2 separate regions of the Rattus norvegicus genome follow, and region 2 is linked to region 1. A link is a contact called in public Hi-C data. All regions are on one chromosome and are shown on one strand. The core of a region is the stretch at or near the end of the contact, and the rest is flanking DNA. Distances in the headings are between cores, read along the strand shown. Region 1 overlaps Pgd (phosphogluconate dehydrogenase). Region 2 overlaps Ube4b (ubiquitination factor E4B).

What was found. A called contact is a pair of places that touch in the nucleus more often than the background predicts.
Region 2: a contact with region 1 is called in a Hi-C map of liver, with 2.7 times the contacts expected there. The contact joins two enhancer-like sites.

What each region holds. Positions count from the first base shown.
Region 1 is chr5:164,864,237-164,866,991 of GRCr8, reverse strand. Pgd (phosphogluconate dehydrogenase) reads left to right here. Exons shown (of 13, transcript NM_001305435.1): 11 at 1-98; 12 at 240-362; 13 at 458-1,162. The coding sequence ends at 577. Among named protein-coding and RNA genes, the nearest start is that of Cenps, 9.0 kb to the right of the region's middle. Within about 2 kb of position 1,376, at least 33 of the 93 cell types and tissues checked have an H3K27ac peak or open chromatin away from gene starts, as enhancers often do. A contact at or near this core is called in liver, where this site is marked.
Region 2 is chr5:165,073,878-165,076,577 of GRCr8, reverse strand. It overlaps Ube4b (ubiquitination factor E4B), which reads left to right. Exons shown (of 27, transcript NM_001271198.1): 17 at 2,454-2,553. Among named protein-coding and RNA genes, the nearest start is that of Kif1b, 49 kb to the right of the region's middle. Within about 2 kb of position 1,382, at least 47 of the 93 cell types and tissues checked have an H3K27ac peak or open chromatin away from gene starts, as enhancers often do. A contact at or near this core is called in liver, where this site is marked.

The DNA of each region.
Region 1 (2,755 bases), core at 127-2,626:
TATTCCTGGGAAAAATTAAAGATGCCTTTGAGCGAAACCCAGAACTTCAGAACCTACTGCTAGATGACTTCTTTAAGTCAGCAGTCGACGACTGCCAGGTACGTTGTTGGCAACGGGTGGTGCTGTGTGCTCTGGGTCTCGTTTAGTAGCATTGATGTCTCTCTGGAGTCTGTCCTGGAGACCGGAAGCTCAGTGTGTCTGGGGCAAACCCAGCCGCTGACCTTCTGCTCTCTGCTCAGGACTCCTGGCGCCGGGTGATCAGCACCGGGGTGCAAGCGGGCATCCCCATGCCCTGCTTCACAACCGCCCTCTCCTTCTACGATGGGTACAGACATGAGATGCTGCCCGCCAACCTCATCCAGGTGAGCTTGGGAGGGCGTGGTGCCTTAACCTGGCTGGTTCCTAAGGCTGTGTGCCTGCGAACCACCCTGACCAGCTGCGTTCGATCCTCCCCTAGGCTCAACGGGACTACTTTGGGGCCCACACCTATGAACTCTTATCCAAACCAGGAGAATTCATCCACACCAACTGGACAGGCCACGGTGGCAGTGTGTCGTCCTCTTCATACAATGCCTAGTGGGCCTGTGGCTTTGCCCTCCCTCCCAGCGGCAGGACAGCCTCTGCGGCACTCAGCACCCCTCTTTGCCCTAGTTCCTGCTCAGTGCTCTTAGCCAAGTGTTGGCTGTGATCGCCGAAGAAGTCACCACGTGCTCCACCTCGATCTTTTGCGCTGCCCAGGAACTGACCTTGTGCTCCACTGCGTGATGGCCCGCTCCCTGACTGAGCTGTGCCATGTGGGTCAGAGAGCCTGCTGCTCCCCGCACACAGAGGGGTGGGTGGGGTTGTACAGCCGGACCGTGGATCATGAGTGTGGGTTCTGATGTCCTACACCCAGTAGGAGTGTGTGGGGACACTCTTCACTCCTCTGGTGCGCCTGGTAGAAAGGTCTGCACTATTGGGGATTGATTTGATTTGATTTCCTAAGACTCCAACTGAAACAGGACACGTTAACTTAGGGTAATGAGTAAGTCTGGGGAGGTGAGGAGCCAAGGAGTGGGTGGGCAGAGGCTCTCTTGGGTCTTTTCTTACTGGCACACTTGGATGTTCACGTGACATCCGCCCGATCACACACCTGTAATAAACTTTTTAGGCTGGCTTGGCCTCTTTGTGTCTTCTGACCAGTCTGTCGAGGTCCCTCCCTGCTGTGTGGTGGGACTTGCGGTGTGGTGAGTCTGTTCCTGACCGAGGCTTCTCCTCTGTCTTGTTTACTGATTGCATTACCTGGCCTTGGGCCATCCCACTGTGTTAGGCCAGCAGGGACCTCTGCTCTGTGACTGCTTTTTCTGGACAGCTTTAGAGTCCGTCCCAGTAGTGGCCTGAGAACAGAGCAAACACTGTCTGTTTGGACAGCTGGGGCCTCCTGTCTCTGACTTGAGCCTCAGAAGCTTCCAGAGAGGCAGAGCTGACATGGAAAAGCAGTTTTTACTCACCCCTCCTGGGTTTGGTCAATTAGGAATCATGATCCCCTTCCCTCAAGCACCCCCGGAGTAGAGAGTGGGTCCCTGCACCCAAGCTTACTGACTCTTAAATCTTCCTAGATGTGAGGGCCAGGGCTTACCTGCCCTCAGCCCCATGCACAGACTCCTTTGCTTATCATCCTTACTCTGAGGCAGATGGATACTTGGAGAACAGAGGGAATTCTGAGGAGACACAACAGAGAAACCGGAGGGTGAGCTTGAACTAAAGTGAAATCCAAGGGTTGACCAGGGTGAACTCTAGCCCTTTCTAGTTCACCTCCAAGAAGAAGCTGTGAAAAGTCAGGTCAGGTCAGATCTGTAACCAGCCCCCTTTCCTAGTAGCTGTGTGACTGGAATATCGTTTCCTGTCATATCTGTTTTCTCATAGGAAAATGTCATGAGTCTCCATGACAGCAATAGCATTTGGTATTCCACACCTCGGCAGCTCCTTGTGAGGATGTGGTCTGCCTTGTACCAGGGCTCTGCTGTCGCAGTGGGGAGTTCACTGTACAAGTGTTCAGAAGGCCTCTGTCCAGTGTCCCGTGTGTAGCACACACTTAGGTATACTGATTAACAGATTCCCCAGCACGGTGTCCCCCTGGAGAGTGAAAAAGGGGTCCCTGGGGCTGATCCCCCATTCTGCATTTCCAACAAGCTCTCAGCTGGTATCTGTGTTTCCGGACACACATGTCAATGAACACAACCCACAAGAAACCAAGAGGCAAAGCTGCCAGGGGACGAGTGTACAATGAAGGCCATGTGGTTAGGGCTTGAGCTCAGAGCTGTCCTAATGGCACTTCCCGGTGTGCTCTGTGTGTGCTCACGCATGTGCAAGTCCATCGGTTTGTTTGAAATGGTCTCTCACCGTGACCCAAAGCTCAGCCAAGACATTCACCTGCCTCTGCCTCCCTCCACAGCACAGTTTTCAAGTACATACCTGGTGCCTGATGGGCTGTGCTTTTGTTTACATGGGTTCTAGTCCAACCCTGGCAGGGAGTGTGGAGAGTTCAAAGCCAGCCTAGGCATACCAAGACCCTATCTCGGACCCCTACCTTCCTCTAGGTAGAAGGCTGCCCAACCTGTTGGGCTGGTAGTGTGACTCAGCAGTAGAGCTCTCAGTCACCTGGCACAAGGGGTCACCTGCAACGGGGACCAGAAAAGAGAAGGAAGGCGGAGGGGGAGGGGAGGGTTGGTTTTTTGTTTTTTTTTTTTTTAAGTTCCTCTATGTAACTCCCGGG
Region 2 (2,700 bases), core at 133-2,632, 210 kb before region 1:
CGTGTGTTGGTTGTGGTAGATGGCTCTGCCTCTGAGGGGTCATGGTTCACTGCCTTCTCTCACAAGCTTGAAGGCTGCCAGCGTTCTGTCCCCAAACAGGAAGTGGAACTTCACTAGGCCAGGCCCTGTGCCTGTTCCTTTATGCAGCGCCCAGACCCATGTGTGTCATTGTGCTCACTTGCTTTGGCCTCCCCACAGTGACTATGTCATTGCTCTGAAGTCAGAATCAGTGTCCCATCCCTTTTGGAGACTCTGTGGGGAGAGTGTTACCTCAGTTTTTCACCTTCTGGAAGCTTCCTACTTTCTTGCTTCATGATACATTTACCTGGTTTTTAAGTCAGTGACAGAGTTTCTCCAGATATCCACTTCACTGGCTAATTGTCCTACCCAATATTTCTCTTAGAAAGACCTTCATGATAACCCTATAATGTAGGAAACCTTTACAGCTACAAAGCCCCTTTTGCCCTGTGTGGCCATTGATAAACACCATGACCAGTAGCAACTTAGAAGCAATGGTTTGTTGACTTACATAGTAGAGCCCTCAAGGACAGGAAATCAGGGCAGTAACATGGAGGCAGGAGCTAAAGGAGAGGCCATGGGGGAACAGTCCTCACTGGCTTGCTCCCCATGGCTTCCTCAGTTTGCCTTGTTGTAGAACTGAACCACCACAGTAAGCTAGGCTTTCATACACCAATCGTCAGTAAAGAAAATGCCCACAGGCCAATCGGACTAAGATGTTTTCTCAGTTGAAGTCCCTAACCACCACAACCAAATATTTCAGGTTTTGTCTCAGGATTGGGATGTGATGTCTGTATACTTACTTAGATTTATTTATTGATGTTTATGAGTGTTTTGCCTGCGTGTATGTTTGTTTGCCACTGGTGCCCTTGGAGGTCAGAAGAAGGCATCAGATCCCGAGACTGGAGTTGGAGATGGTTGTGAGCCACCATGTGGGTGGCAGGAACTGAACCCATGTTCTTTGCCCGTTGTTCTTGACTATTAACGTAGTGCTTCAGTCCTTGAAGCAAGCAACAGTCATTAAAAAAGCTGTTATTTTGTCTCTAATCCTCTTGTCCAAGACCAAATGGTCCAGTTTTTCTGAGATAAGTAGGATGTGTGGGGTGATTTTAACTCTTTAGAATAGCAGAAAAGGGCTCTCGGTGAGGCCTGGTCTAGCAGTAGAACCACAGCCTCAGCCCAAACTGCCCTGCCACCATGCTTCCAGAAGCTATTCTGCCCTCCGTGAGAAAAAAAATACAGCAACGGAGTCAGGGAAGTCTGAGGTTTAGACATTTAGCAGGCTCTGGTTTTCTACACAGTACCATGAGGAAATTGAATCCTGGGCGGTAAGCCAGTGTTTAAACTGGGCAGCATCTCAGGACAGCCCTGCACAATAGGCATTGGAGCACCTCAGAGTGAGCCCGCAGGCCACAGAGAGCAGCCCAGACAGCGGGAGGGCCCGCTGAGGAGAGAGGGAAGCACCATTGGCAAAAGAGCTTGGAACTTTTTCAAGAAAGTTGTTTTTAACATCTCAGAACAGCCAGGGAACAACAAATTCACTTACGCTTCATCGGGTCTAAAGTGCAGTTCTGTCTGGGGGAGGGGCGATGGGGCATTGGTGTGTCTCACTGTGTAGGCCTAGCCCGGAGCGCACTACCTAGACTAATTGCCTTGAGTTCAAAGATCTGCCTCTATCTGCCTCCCGAGTGCCATGGAGAACATTCTTTAAGACACATTACCCATGCAGTGGTGGTGTTCACCTTTAATCCTAACACTGGGAGGCAGAGGCTAGTAGCTGTATTGAGTTTCAGGCCAGCCTGTTCTGCATACAAAGTTCTAAGACAGTCAGGGCTACATAGAGAAAGCCCGTCACACACCCTATGGACCCTATCAACAACCACCACCACCACCACCACACACACACACACACACACACACACACACACACACACACACACACAACTGGAAAGAAAAATTCTGTCAGTTAAACCAGAACTCACTGTACTGGGATATACTCTAGGTTTTATTTTGTTTTGAAACAGTTCTCACCTTTGAACTCTCTATGTAGACCAGGCTGGCCTTAAACTCACAGAGATCCACCTGCTTGGCTTGGAGGCATGCACCTCAACTGCCTGGCTTGTGCTCTAGATTTTAAAATACCTAAGTGTGAGGCCAGGTGCTGGGGCTCTCAGTATTCACACTGGTGCTTGGGAGACAGAGGCGCGTGGAGTTCAAGGACAGCCTGGTCTACAGAGAGAGATTTAGGACGGCCAAGGCTACACACACACACACACACACACACACACACACACACACACACACCACACAAACATACAAACACGCAGAGTATGTGAGTGTAAACCCGTCACGTCAGAGAGGGGCTGGGATAAGATGGGCCTGGGTGCTTTCTTTCCTTAGATCTTTAGGATGTTTTGTTTGTTTGTTAATTTCAGAACCGTGGAAGATTTGAAAAATAATGAAAGCCAGTGGAAAGATTCCCCACTGGCCACCAGACACCGCGAAATGCTGAAGCGCTGTAAAACTCAGCTTAAGGTTTGTACAGTAGCTGATTGGCATCGTCGTGGCCCGTTTCCCAGTAGTAATCTCCTCACCAGAATAAACGCCCTGAGCGCGTGCTCAGGTGTCCCTGTTGTTTCTTGGTTGTTCTTTTCTCTCAAGGTAACATGGGACTATTGTTGA